2 separate regions of the Rattus norvegicus genome follow, and region 2 is linked to region 1. The links are chromatin contacts, called in public Hi-C maps. All regions are on one chromosome and are shown on one strand. Each heading gives the region's core, a stretch centred on a gene start, on an enhancer-like site or on the middle of the called end of the contact. The rest is flanking DNA. Distances are from core to core; before and after follow the strand shown.

The links. Hi-C and Micro-C count contacts between places; a contact is called where the count stands out from the background.
Region 2: a Hi-C map of liver shows a contact between it and region 1, with 4 times the contacts expected there. The contact joins the promoter of Ncbp2 here to the promoter of Fbxo45 in region 1. A contact is called at or near these places in 9 of 12 Hi-C or Micro-C datasets (Schwann cells, frontal cortex, hepatocytes and 5 more) and 1 of 1 datasets of contacts at active chromatin or transcription factors (oligodendrocytes).

The regions. Positions count from the first base shown.
Region 1 is chr11:82,052,048-82,059,226 of GRCr8, reverse strand. Fbxo45 (F-box protein 45) reads right to left here and starts at 2,770. Exons shown (of 3, transcript NM_001398607.1): 1 at 2,410-2,770. The coding sequence starts at 2,736. Wdr53 (WD repeat domain 53) reads left to right here and starts at 3,183. Exons shown (of 3, transcript NM_001399296.1): 1 at 3,183-3,442; 2 at 6,735-7,179. The coding sequence starts at 6,751.
Region 2 is chr11:82,331,122-82,338,300 of GRCr8, reverse strand. Ncbp2 (nuclear cap binding protein subunit 2) reads left to right here and starts at 3,462. Exons shown (of 4, transcript NM_001109525.1): 1 at 3,462-3,584. The coding sequence starts at 3,507. Ncbp2as2 (NCBP2 antisense 2 (head to head)) reads right to left here and starts at 3,375. Exons shown (of 1, transcript NM_001399683.1): 1 at 2,610-3,375. The coding sequence starts at 3,299. The coding sequence ends at 3,012. Pigz (phosphatidylinositol glycan anchor biosynthesis, class Z) reads left to right here. Exons shown (of 3, transcript NM_001398770.1): 3 at 1-1,478. The coding sequence ends at 1,213.

The DNA.
Region 1 (7,179 bases), core at 1,521-4,020:
GCAGGCAGGAAGGCAGGAAGGCTTGTAGGCAGGCGCAGGCACATGAACACGCACACGCACTCTACTACACTGTAATCCCCACAAGGCAAAGTGTGGGTAAGAGTTTGCATTTTTGCTTTCCTTGTTTTTCTGCTCAGAGTTTTTCATAAAATTTAACATCATAAACCTCATCTTAAAGTTCAGCTTTGTGGCATCTTAATCTCAAACTTTTTCTCCACTCAGCTCCTAAGTTCTTCCTCCCCACGGACTGCTAGTATTCCTATACTACACTAGGTAGCAATGTGTGCCACATGTTAGTTATTTCCCTGTCTAAGGACTTCTACACTGAGTCCTCCTGAATTAACACTGCATTTTCACAATTGTCACCTACAAGAACCTGGGTAAGACAAGCCCACCTTGGAGCCGCAGTGCACGCAGCAGAAAGATAATGAAGATTAGAAACTTAAAACTATAATCTCTCCGGAAAAACCAAAATCAGTATCAATTTAGTCTGCAGTTAAGAGTGCCCCGGGGACTGAAGAGATGGCTCAGTGGTTAAGAGCACTGACTGCTCTTCCAAAGGTTCTGAGTTCAATTCCCAGCAACCACATGGTGGTTCACAACCATCTGTAATGAGATCTGATGCACACTTCTAGTGTGCACATACTAAATTAATAAAACCTTTTTATTTATTTAGAGAGCACATACATAAAATAAATAAAATCTTTTAAAATTAAAAAAAAGAGTGCCCCCTGATTTTCCTGTGTGTGTGTGTGTGTTGCAGAGGGAGGTCACATGTCTGTAACTCCAGCTACAGCAGTAGACATTCTAGATTCTGTGGGCACTGGTATTCTTCACATATGCATGAGTATGTGTACTTGTGTCAAAGAAAAAATAAGTACAAAAATATGATGGGGACGGTGGCAGGAGTGGTGGCACTTTTAGACTCAGAACTTTGAAGACAAGAGGCAGGTGGATTTCTGTTAACTTCCAAGCCAGCCGAGGCTGAATACTGAAATCCTGTCTCAGATAAATAAAGAAAGAAAAAAAGAAAGAAAGGAAGAAAGAAAAAAAGAAAGACAGACAGACAGACAGACAATTTATTTGGTAGTTGACATAATTGACAGCAGTGTTCCTTCTCTCATCAGACGAAAACTCGTCTTAATATATAAGAATATATCAGTACTGTGGCCCATCCTATAATCCCAGCACTCTCAAGGAACAGACAGAAAGATGGCAAGTTGGAGACCACCCGGACACACAGTGAGACCCTGTCTCCAAAAACAGACATAAAATATGTGTATACACATATTTATAATAATACATGTATATTAAAAGAAAGAGTGCACCTATTTCACATTAAAAATTACTTAGACACTCACTGGCAATATAGAATTAAAAAAGAAAAGATATATTTACTACATTCCTGGTCAGACGTCTATCATCTCTCGTATATGCTCCTTGTTTTGGACAGTCTCTCATTTTATGTAGCCCTGGCTGTCCTGGAACTCACTTGGCAGACCAAGCTGGCCCTAACTCACAGAGGTGCACCTGCCTCTGCCTCTGCCTCTGGAGTGCTGGGATTAAAGGTGTGCGCCACCACATCCAGCTTCATATGCTTTTGATGACTGCTATCCTGAAGAGCTACTATCTACCTACATGAACCTTAGTCCAAGGCCTTTTGTTTGTATGCTGGAGAATACTTGGTCCTGCCACGACCTGTTTGTTAGCATTTTAATTTTGTTATGAAAGCACAAGAATCAAGAACGACAACAACAAAAGCCCAGCAAAACAGGAATAAACATATTACATGACAAAAGAGACATCACCCCAGTAGAACTAAGAAAAGTTATCAATAACAGCAGGACAAGGCAGTTTGATGAGTTATACCGCACCAATGAGAGGAAGTAATATTAAAGTCTCTTTCTTACAAGTTAGTTAGCAGGATGCCTACCCTGATCATCACTTGGAAGCGTTAAATATTGTGGCCCTAAGAGAACATGGGTGAAAATAATGAAAACGTGCTTATTAATCAGAGCCAAGAAAGGGGATGGTGAACGCAAAAGCCCCAGCAACTAAACCCATTTTAAAGCGACCTCGAATGCATTAGTGCCATTCTACTTGGAGGCCAGGGAAAATATATGATCAAGGGTATCGGCTGGTCTTTAAGAGCAAAAACTGTTGAAAGTAGAGCTGAGGAAAATGAATGATGGGAAACCACCTAGTATTTTTAAAAGTGAGGTGGATTACGAAGCACAACTTCAATCCAAAGAAAAGATCGTTATGGAAAGGAGGGGTGGTACTGACTGGCTTAAGCCGTAGAAAGACGGGATGGTGAGATGAAACCTCTAACTCAAGCTTTCAAGGTAAACCCCAAGAACACCGGGCAGGAGAGGAACTGGGCTTCGACATGGCCCGGGATTCCCTCACCTTGGCCTTGTAGCTGGGCAGGTTGCAGAGGATGTCCGTGCGCAGAGCCTCTTCTGCTAGGCTGCGGGCGCACAGGCTCCGCCACACCTCGCTGTTCTCATCGCCGTGGAGGCAGCGGTACCAGTGCTTGCACACCAGGGCGCAGCTCCGCAGCTCGGACAGCTCCAGGTAGGAGAACACCAACTCCAGCACCCGGCTGGGCAACCGGCCGCCGATCCCGGAGGACGCGGATCCCGCGCCGGCGCTGGCGCCGGCGCCGCCGCTGGCGCCGGCGCCGCCGCTAGCGCCGCCCGAGGCTGCCCCAGCCCCCGGGCCCGGCGCCGCCATCGCCTCACCAGCCGGCCCGAGGGCCGCCGCTGCCGTCGCTGCGCCCCGTCTCGGCGCGGGAGGCCAAGCCTCGCCTAGAGACCGGAGCAGCTCGCTCACCGCCCCTTTCAGCGACAGCCGCTCGCGCCTCCACCGCTCCCGCCCCTGCCCGGGGGCGTCCGCTGCGCGCCCCGCCTCACTGAGGGCAGATGGCGCGGGCCACTCGGGTCCCCGCCCCTCGTAGCCGCTCAGCGCGGGCGCCGGAACCACCCGCCTCGCCCTGCCTGCCCGCGACGCGCCCCGGGATCCGCCATGCGGGTTGAGGGCAAGAAGCAAGGGCGCACGCCCAGCTCGGCCGCCGCGCCTCTCAGCCCGGAAGTGACTGTTCGGTGGAGGCGCCTCGCTCCCTAAGCTTGATGGGATTGGATGCTGCGCCTGAGGTCATCACTACGCGCCACCGGGAACTGGAAGCCCAGGTATGAGGCTGTTGGCTAGTGGGATTCTGATCTGTTCTCAAGTGCGTTTTTCTGTTTTTCCTCTAATGGCCTTGAGTCGGCTTTCCTTGGCCTCTCTTCCTACGGAGTTTCCCGTTTCATTTGCTTTCTGCTCATTCTCCAACTTTGTTTACGACAAAGTTTGCTAGCCAGTTCTTAGATCCTTCATCTTCAGTTCGCTTGGATCCATTAACTTTACCTTTGGGCAGTTGGAGACCTCTTGTCGTGGTCAGGTTAGATCCATTTTACTTTATTTTTTACCTTGAGAAATTGACATCGTCTTTTCCTGGCTAGGACAGTAGGGGACTCAACAGAACATCTATACAGTATCCATTCTAAAAGTAAGGTGGCTAAATCTGAGCAACCGTCGTAAATACGCAGGTTTTTATTATATTTGATATTAAACAAGTTTGGGTAATTTCAAAGGGTCATTTGAATACCAAGTGTCACAGTCTTTTGGACAAAATATAGTGAATTCGGTTCATCTCATAGTAAAAAGATTAAGGAAATATGTGTAGTTTTTTGTTTTTTGTTTTGTAATTTGTAATCCCAACAGTGGGAGGAAAAGAACCTAGCATTATTTGAACTTCAGTTCAAGGGGAGCCAAGCCTTCCAGCTTCACGAATGACCGAGGTGTACGCATACACACGCCATACACATAAAACAAAAGAACTACAGTGTGAGCCAGGCATTGATGAGATCTTTTAATCTGACTTTTATAATTCTCAAGACTATGAAGTGATTATTGTAATAGGGCCCACAGGCTCAGTAGTCAAGTCCAGTATTGTGCAATTTTTTGTAGCAAGAAACCTTGCCTGAGATCCACCTATGTGCAATCCACTTCCTGATTTTTAGTAAAAACAAATGAACAACAACTGCTTCCCTACTGGGGTATAATTACATGCTTATGCCTTGCTAATCCCTTCCTCAAGGTGTCTTCCACCAAGTAACCCAAATTTTTGTCTATTGTGTCTAGGCTAATGTCACAGTCTTTGAGTTGTTTTGGTTGTCACTTAGTTTCTCCACATCAGGACTAACTTTAGTCCAAATCTATGAAGAAATGTTGACCCACACATTATAGTAATGGCCTCTCTCTTCATGGCTCCTGAATGTTGAACCAAATTTTGTCTGAATGACAATTGCTTTTCCTTTAAATTTTGTGGATCTGAAAAGAAAGTAAAGAACTACATACATAGAATGGTTAGATTGAAAGGCATGGGCAAAGCACCATAGTACTGAGAGTATAGACTCTAGTTACTTGGGGACCCTAGGTGAGACAGATTCAGACGGTCTTTCTTTCTCTCTCTCTTTCTCTCTCTCTCTCTCTCTCTCTCTCTCTCTCTCTCCCTCCCTCCCTCTCTCTCTCTTTCTTTATTTCTCTCTGTCATCTATCTATCTATTTCAGGCTTGTACAAATGGATAGTGGAAATTCATAAATAAAGGTATGACTGAAAAAACACTGATGGCAGAGATCATCCACTTATCAAATACTTTATCTTGTCTTAAGACGAATCTTTGAAGTATCCAATGGTATCATTCTGCTCTCTTTTGTTTTTTTTTTTGGGGGGGGGGTGGTGCTTGTTTTTTAAGACTGGATTTTTCTGTATAGCCCTAAATAATCTGGACCTTGATATGTAGACCAGACTAGCCTTGGATTCACAGCCGCCTTTGTGCTAGTATTAAAAGGCATGCCCCACTGCCCAGCTTCATTCTGTTGTGTCTTTACCCCAGTTGTTCATATGACTCTAGTGGCATGTCGTCACACAACTAGAGCCAGGATGGTTTCAAAGTGTAAGAAGATGGCCTTCATCACTCCCTTCTTGTTACAGGTCCTTCACCTGCTCTTCATGAACCTCCCCTCCCCACCTCCCCCAGGACTTTATCCATTCTACCTGCTCGGAACTGCCCCCTGTGGCATTTTACCCTTTTAAAAGATTCCTTTAACATGCCCTACTTTGCTCTTACGCATTCCCTCATCAAATTAGGAGTTGGAGGAAATGAATCTATTATCTAATTAAACTAATCATGGTAGGATATGAGTAATTCTGTGCTTTAGGTGACCTCACAGTGCTTAGGAACTCGATAGGTGAGGGAAGTAATTTTGGCATGGACACATTTCTACAAGGCTGTCTGCTTCAAGTGTACAAAGTCAACAACAGCAGCTTGCAAACACTTCATTTCTAAATTGTTTTGACTTAACATATATTTAAATAACTTTCCCCTACTCTGTCATAGCACTCTGTTTCACACACACACACACACACACACACACACACACACACACACACACACACACACCATTTTTTCCTTTGAGGGTCTCAGTATGTAGCCCACAGTGGCCCAGAACTCAATATCTTCCTGCCTCAGCCTCCTAAGTGCTAGGATTACAGGTGTGCATGTGTTTAACACATTTGATACCCGGTACCCTCAGAGGTCCAAAGAAAGCACTGGATCTCCTGGGACTGGAGTTATTTGTTGGTTGTGAACTGCCATGTGGGTACTGGGAACCAAGGTGATCCTTTCAAATAGCAGCTAGTAAAGTTCTCTTAAGCACTGAACCATCTCTGTGGCTCCAAATGAGTTTTTTTTTTTTCTTTTTTCTTTTTTTTTCGGAGCTGGGGACTGAACCCAGGGCCTTGTGCTTGCTAGGCAAGCGCTCTACCACTGAGCTAAATCCCCAACCCCCCAAATGAGTTTTTTGAGGCTTTCTGAACTCTTTTTTTTTTTTTAAATAGACTCACTGATAGTTGTTTGTTATTTTTCTGACTATGTAAGTGATCAATAAATATTCACGTGATTCATTTAGTGTATGGAAATGTAATACCTCCCTTCTCATGTGTAGACCTGTACTGTTCTTGGATCTTAAAAGATTGATGTAGTAAGACTTAGTACTAGGGCTGGAGAGATGGCTCAGTGGCTAAGAGCACTTACTGTTCTTCCAGAGGTCTTAAGTTAATTCCCACCAACCATCTGTAATGGAATCCGAGGCCCTCTTCTGATGTATTTGAAGATAGCTAGTCTACTCACATACATAAAATAAATAAAATCTTTTTTTAAAAGAAGACTTACTACTAGACCTTTATGGAAAAAATTATCAGAACTGTATGTGTCTGTAATAGTCCTTTTAACTATACAGCCTGCTCATTGCCTAACTTCTCATGTTTTCTGTAGGATAGAAGTTAGCCCAAAGTACCTTTAAAATAGAGTTAATCCCTTTAAAACAACAACAATAACAAACAAACAAAACCAAAAACAAGGATAAGTAAGATTAGGAGAAAACCTAATAGTTTATTCCTGCTAGTCGGCGTGTATTTGGGTTTCCTGTAGATGTGTACTAGAGAAGCAGTCTTATATTTAACTAGAGATTTGTAGATTTAGTCCTTAAATGTCTTTTGAGAGGAGAGGGCAAGGGTTGTTGAATTTTTAAGCAATCTTTAAAAACTGTTGAAATGTTGGTAATTATATTTGTCTCATAGTATCGAGTTCTTATACAAAATCTGATATAGGTTTTCTCCCTCTTCCCAGAATTTTGCAGGCCATCATGGCAGTCAAGTGGACTGGAGGACATTCTTCTTCAATCCTTTGCCTGAATGCAAGTAAAGACGGGCTGGTGGCTTCAGGAGGAGAAGGTGGAGACCTTGTGGCTTGGGGTGAAGATGGGACCCCTGTAGGACACATGCAGTTGGAAGGGGCAGATGATGTTACCAGCATCGTGTTTTCCGCTTCCTGCCCCACCAAGCTCTATGCCTCCCATGGAGAGTCCATCAGTGTACTAGATGTCAGGTCTCTCAAAGGGTGCCTGGACCACTTTCATGTGAATGAGGAAGAAATCAATTGTCTTTCATTAAATGAAACTGAAAGTCTGCTGGCTTCTGCTGATGACTCTGGGGCAATCAAAATCCTCGACTTGGAAAAGAAGAAAGTTACCAGATCCCTGAAGAGACATTCCAACATTTGTTCCTCTGTGGCT
Region 2 (7,179 bases), core at 2,213-4,712, 280 kb before region 1:
CTGGCTACTGGTGCTGGTGTCCCCTTATGTGGCAAGGAGTCCCACATCAAAGAAGCCTACCCCAGGTCCACGGTGGCACAGCTATCTTCTTGGTGCTATCGTGGCTGCCGGCTTCTTCAATCGGCCAACCTTTCTAGCCTTTGCTCTGGCCCCCGTCTCTCTCTGGGGCATCCATAGAGCTTTGGAACTTGGTGGTATCAAGGCCCTGATTCGGGAGGCCCTAGTGCTACTGCCGGGGGCTGCTCTTGCTGCAGGGCTGTTTGTAGCCGTGGACAGCTGGTACTTCTCCAGTCTCTCGGGATCGACAGGCGTCGTTCTCACACCTGTCAACTTCTTGTACTATAACCTGGATCCCCAAAACCTTGCAAGGCATGGCACGCATGCACGGCTCACTCACCTGGCAGTCAATGGCTTCCTGCTCTTTGGGGTACTGCATGCTCAAGCTTTGCAGGCTGCATGGCAACAACTCCTCGCCTGCCTCCGTGCATTTCCACAAACCCGCCTCTTGGGGGAGCCGGGTACCCAGGGTCTGTTGTCTAGCTCCAAGTCTCGTCTCCTCCTTCTCTACTTTACACCCCTGCTCCTGCTGTCCGCCTTTAGCCACCAAGAGCCTAGATTTCTAATTCCCCTCCTAGTCCCTCTAGTCCTGCTGTGCAGCCCACAAGCCCAACCTATACCCAGGAAGGGTACCCTGGTCCTCTTCAATGTCTCGGGCGCGCTCATCTTTGGCTGCCTCCATCAGGGAGGTTTGGTACCTGGCCTGAAGCACCTGGAGCAGGTGGTCCACGCACCTGTCCTCTCAGGCACGACCACCCACTACACACTTCTCTTCACGCACACCTACATGCCGCCCCAGCACCTCTTACACCTCTCGGGCCTGGGATCACCTGTGGAGGTGGTAGACATGGGTGGGGCTGAGGACAGGGTCCTGTGTCAAGCCCTGAACAACTTCAGCAGACAAGCAGCCTGTCAGCTGGCTGGTGGGCCGTGGCTCTGCCGGTTCTTTGTGGTAACTCCTGGGACCAACAGGCATGCTCTGGAGCAGTGCCATTTTCCTCTCAAGAATGAAACTCTGTTGTTTCCCCACTTGACCATGGAGGACCCTCCAGCCCTGTCCTCCCTGCTCAGTGGGGCTTGGAGGGAGCATCTTAGTCTTCACATTATAGAACTGGAGAAGCCTGTTATGACAGAGTGGTCCAAGATTCAGCCATAGAAGCCACTCTACCTTCTACACAGGCTGGTTGGCTGGGACACTGGAACTCCCCCCGCTGCTGTCTCTTTGGAGGTATAGCCAAAGGTTGTTTTAAGTGAGCCCACATTCCTTTCCCTTAGACAACCAAAGATCTGACCAGTCGTGGTCCCAATGCCAAGGTCACCAAAATAACCTAGCATAACCCCTGGCACCTGTCTTGTTTCTATGCTGTTATTCCCGATCACTGTAATGTTTAAAATATATAATAGCACCTGGTTTGACAGACAATCAACTGCTGATGACATTCCTGAGTGGCCTCCCCTAAATTTCCCACAATGCCTGACTTCTTGCTTCCATGACGATCGATTGACTTCCAGTCTGGCTTTCTACATAGACAAGGCAGTGTGGGGAAGTAGACATAGGGTGGTTCACATTCAGCTCTAGCCAGTCTTTGACTCACAAACTGTAATTGTAAGAAAGCACCTTCCACTCAAGTCAACCTAACACCCAACTTTACAACAGATCAGAGGGTCCAAAGATCAGTGTCACTGCCGGAACCCACAGCACACGTCCCCTCGTCTGATAAACATGTCTCTATGAGGCTCTTCAACTGGGAAGCAGTAGTTGTGTATCTCATGGCACTCTGGTGCCTGTGGACTCAGTGTCTGGGGATTAACCAAAACAAGCCCTTCTAGAAAATGCCTCCCTGTCCCCTTCTACTCCTTGCTTTGAATGGTGGTGGAATTCTCCAGCCATTCTCTCAAAGACTGGGCAATATAGCTCAGTGGTAGACTGCCCATTTAGCATGCTCAAGGCTGTGGGCATGAACCCCCAACACCAAGTAAAAACCAATCATTCTCTCAGAGTAAGGAGCCTTCTCAGCACTGCTGGGAGGCCCTCTGAGCCTGCTCCAGTGGGAACTGAACACAGACTGCTCAGAATCTGGAACCCAGTCTAAAACCTTTTCCATAGCTTCAAGCCTTTTAGATGCTAAGATTAACTGAGTGGCCCAGATACATAGGTTCAGAGATTGGGCTGGGAGTCTCGAAATGACAAGGCAGGATACACACATGGATGACTAATCACACTTCAGTTAGCTGACCATAACGACCTTCAAAACGGGGAAGAAGAAAAGCAGCAGCACTCGCCATAGGATCAGCAGCCTTAATGCTTAGTGGTGAGGTAAAAGGCTGCTCCTGAGCAGGATAAATGCTGCAAAATGTAGGGAGTGATCAATAACACAGTCCCTGGGCTCACCACATTCTGCTTTGGGTTACTTGGAAAGTGGACTCCATTTCTTCACAGAATGGGATTTTAAGTCACAAGCCACACGCACAGATCACGACAGCAAATATCAACACAGACGCTTAACGTGTTAACTATTATCCACCTTGTCTGAGAAATACCACATTCAGACTTATTAATCAGCTTACACATTTAATGAAAGATTTTGGCAACCTGGGATTGTCATTCCATTTACAAGCTTCGCTGGTATTCTCCTGCACCCGTGCAGATGCAGCAGCATTTATTCAGCTTCAGTCCTGCTCGCAGAAGGCGGGCTTTCTTTCTGGTTGTTTGTCCATGGCTCTCAGTCGTGCTATTTTATGGTCTAGACTCTTAATCATTGGTGGGCTTCGAGGTCTTTACATCTGCAGGCCTACCGGGCAGATGTCCATGTGACTTTAGGCATCTGTAAGGTGACAATCCGACTTAGGACTCGAAGCAGCGTAGCGTTCTGATGACCCGAGAATGCTGAGGTCGGTGTAGATCACTGAAGGGAGGATACCTGACCTCGACCCGTGAAGAGTACAGTCCGTGCTTACGCGTTGGCGCCGGGACCCTTCTGCTGCCCCAGACGGTCCCGGACGCCGCGGCGGAGTTCCTCGGTGAAAGTGTCCTTGAACCGCGAGGCTCGGCGACGCAGGGAACCCGGTGGCTGATCCGCGAGGGCGCGCAGGCGGCGAGCTGCATCGTGGCCGCGCAGTTGCAGCTTTAGCAACGCGAAGGCTGTGAGTTGCGCCGCCCGCCGGATGGGCCGCGACTCAGACAGCCGCTCCACTAGATGCGGGTTGTTCAGCAGGGCCGCCAGCAGCCGCCGGAAAACCATCGTTCCCCGAGCGGCCCGGAACCCGAGGCACACTGTATACGCCTTCCGGCCGGCTACGCCTGACGACGGACGAGTCGGCGCTGCATGATGACGACACAGCCGAACCAGGTTCTGCAGCAGATCGCCCACACTTCCGTTTCCGCCGCCGCCGCCGCCGCCGCCTGGTCCTGCCAGCCTTGGCCGCGTCGTGATTCCTGTTTCTGCATCATGTCGGGTGGCCTCCTGAAGGCGCTGCGCAGTGACTCCTACGTGGAGCTCAGCGAATACCGGGACCAACACTTCCGGGTGAGGCGGGCCGGGCACGAGAGGGGCAGCCCTTGGGCCGGAATGCTGAGAAACGGTTTACACTTGTCTTATACTGGGTTAGTCAGCCCATGGTGATTTGCTGGGGCCTAAGATGCGAATGGGGTCCCAGAGGTGTTTGGTTATCACTGAAGCCACTTTATCTCCCAGAGAATCTGAGATTTACTTTCACAGTTTCTTGCCGCCGCTGCAAGTACCAGCACCCAGGGAGGTGTGGCGGCGGCCGGTTTGAAGTGCTTGTCTTGCTTGGGAAAGGGACTGTATCCCTGTGGCGGCCGATCAGACGCTAGAGCAGGTTTTGTTCTCATAGTGAAACACCGCCCTTTGGTACTTCGGTCCGTTCTTCTGTAAGACAGATCTACAAAAAGTTGGCAGTAAGTGGGAGACTTAGAATCGAGTCCCTGTTTGTGGCTGTCTGACGGACATTGGGACAGACACACGTGTCGCATTAAGGTTGTCTTGATGGCATAATCCAGTACAGCTAGTGGCTGAAGAGAAGCCCTGTCTCAAAAAACAAAACAAAACAAAAACAAAAACAAACAAGCAAAAAAAAAAACTAAACAAAAAGAAACGAAACAAAAAGAAATTCAGTCAGCTTAATTTTAAAATGTTTGCTGTGTGTCTGGTCTGAGTTTTACGTCTTTCACTTTTTACTGTTCTCATTACTTTGAACAATTCTACATCAGTAACTAACTGGATTTAAAGCACACTGCAAGATTAAAACCAGGGGAGGAATCATTCATTTGTTGTTAAAAGCCTGTAACTCTCTTCAGACAGTAATCGTTTCTGTCATGTGTATTTTCTAGTGTATTCTGAATGCAGTGTGTCAGTGGTGTGTTAAATGTGAAATGAAGTTACAGTGAAGTTATAGACTTTGTGCTTTACTTGTATATGAGGAAAGAGCAGAAAAAGAGAGGCAGCACAGGGGTTGGAGATTTAGCTCAGTTGGAGATTTAGCCCTGGGTTCTGTCCCCAGCTCCGAAAAAAAGAAAAAGAAAAAAAAAAAAAAAAAAAAGAGAGAGAGAAGCAGCACAAAGTGCATCCGATAGCCAGATATGGTGCCAGACATCTGTAGTCCTAGCAGAAAGATTACAAGTTTGAGATCAGCCTGCACAGGTAAAAAGCAAATGTTTCCTCTAAAGTTCTAAAACCTTGGTTTGTTTGTTTGTTTGTTTGTTTTAAAACACAATATCTATTGTCTATAGATTTCACCTGTTCAGTACTGTGGCGATCTTAAAATGTGGCAGTGGATATAAGGCCAGAGGTTTATTTTATTCTGGTTGTTGTTGTTGTTGTTGTTGTTGTTTGAGACAAGGTCTTACTATATTATATTGCCTTGGCTGACCTGGAACTCAGCATGTAAACCAGGCTGGCTTTGAACTCACTCAGAGGTCGACCTGCTTCTGCCTCCCAAGTATTAGGATTAAAGGCGTGTACCATTCTTAGCTCAAGACTGAGTTTGAATTCTGGCTGAAGCTACTGTATAGTGTCTTTCCCAAAATGACTCCACTGGTTTTCCTCATGTGTGAAATGGGAATGACACGTCAGGACCTACCTCATATAGTTCTTTGAATGAGATAAACCTCTCAGACTTGCAGTCCTCTTTGAGCTTCCCCAGGGGCAGATAAAATTACTATTTTCTTGTGTATAGCTGTATGTTCTTGGGTTTTAACACTGTGATTTGGAGAGCTGGCTCAGAGGTTAGCACACGCTGTTCTTCTGGAGGACTCGGACTCAATTCCCAGCACCTGAATGATGGCATCCTGTAACTCCAATTTCAGGGGATCTGATGCCCCTGAAAGCACTAAGCTTAATGGTGCACAGACATGCAGGGTGCAGGCAAAACACTCATATACATAAAAAATAAACTCAAACCAAAAAACTATAATGTGGGAGACGGGTGTGGTGGTCCATGCCTGTTATCACAGCATTTGGGGAAAATGGTAGTAAGACTACTAGGAATTTGAAACCAGCTTGAGCTATGTGGTCCTTTCTCAGACAAAAAACAAAAAACAACAAAAACCAGAATAATTGGGCTGAGTAGACACAGCTCAATAGGGAGAATGCTTGCCTAGCATGTGTGAGACCCTTGGGTGGATCTTGAGCAGTGCATAAACCCAGAGTGGTGGCGAATACCTGTAACCCCAATACTTGGAAGGTAGAGGTAGGAGGATTAGAAGTTCAATGTCTTCCTTGATTACACAGTAGGTTCAGTGCAACCTAAACTACATGAAACCCTGTCTCAAAAACAAGAGGCTGGAGAGACGGCTCAAATAGTACTCTCCCAGAGGACCCTTGTTCAGTTTCTAGCACTAGGTATCTTACAACCTCTTTCAGGAACTCTGATGCCTCTGGCCACCAGTGGCTTACCACATTCAGGTGTGCAACACCCCCTTCACCCCCCAAACACAGAGAAATGAACTAACTTAAAAAATAAAACTACAGAGCTGGAGATATGGCTCAGTGGTTAAGAGCACATACTGCTCTTGAAAGGACCCGAGCGTGGTTCCCAGCACCCACACTCCGTGGTTTAGAACTCTTTTTAATTCCAGTTCCAGGGGATATAACACCCTGTTGTAGTTACTGAAGGCACCTGGATTCACATGCACATACCCACACACAAACATAAAGACATAGACATTTGATCTGACCCTTCATACTCTTTGTTTCTTGCTTCTTTCACTTTGCACTCCATCTTGGAATGGCTCAGAGGTTAAGAGCACTTGCCGCTCTTGCAGAGGACCAAGGGGTTGGTTCCCAGCACCCACCTGGTGACTCACAACCATCTATAACTCCAGTTCCAACTCCCTCTTCTTGCATCCATTGGTACTACGTGAATGTGGTACTCCTACATACATAGAAGCAAAACACACATTAAATAAGATCTTAAAAGAGAACTCTGGTTCCAAAGTAGCCTGGGAGAAGTTTCTAGGCCTGGAAGACTCCAACTGGGATGAGCTGTGGTAAAAATACACCAGGCTCTCACGTTTACCTTCGGTGTTTCCATGTTTTTCTAATCTTACTAGTAAATGTGCTCACATAAAGCCTGCTGTCCTGAGTCTGCTACAGAGCATTCTGAGGTGATCAGTGCGCCCATATTCTCAGAATCAGGGGAACTTGATCAGCATTACTTAAGGAGTACTTAATGAAAAATGGGAGATTGAATGAATGCCCTGAACATGTCCTCTCAGCTACTCTCTAGGCTGGATTCCGTCATCTGGTTAATGTCTGTGCGCTCACACTAAGGTAAAATTTATAGTCACTTGGCGAGTCTGTTTAATCACATCTGTACATCTGTGTCCTTCCCGGGGGGAAATACTAAAAACTACCGTCCTTCTTTCTGTAAAGACACCTAAGATACCATGTTAACTGAGTGTGATGGTGGTTCGTGTATGTAATTACAGCATCAGGGCACTGAAGCAGGATGTTGAAAGATCAAGACCAGTCTAGGCTAAATCTAAGGTCCTAAAGAAAAAAGGGGGCCTAGGGCTGGGGATGTTATTTGGCTTGATACCTTGAGTTTGTTCCCATCACTGTAATCAGACCATGTCTAGGCCCTAATGAGCCATTTGATCCC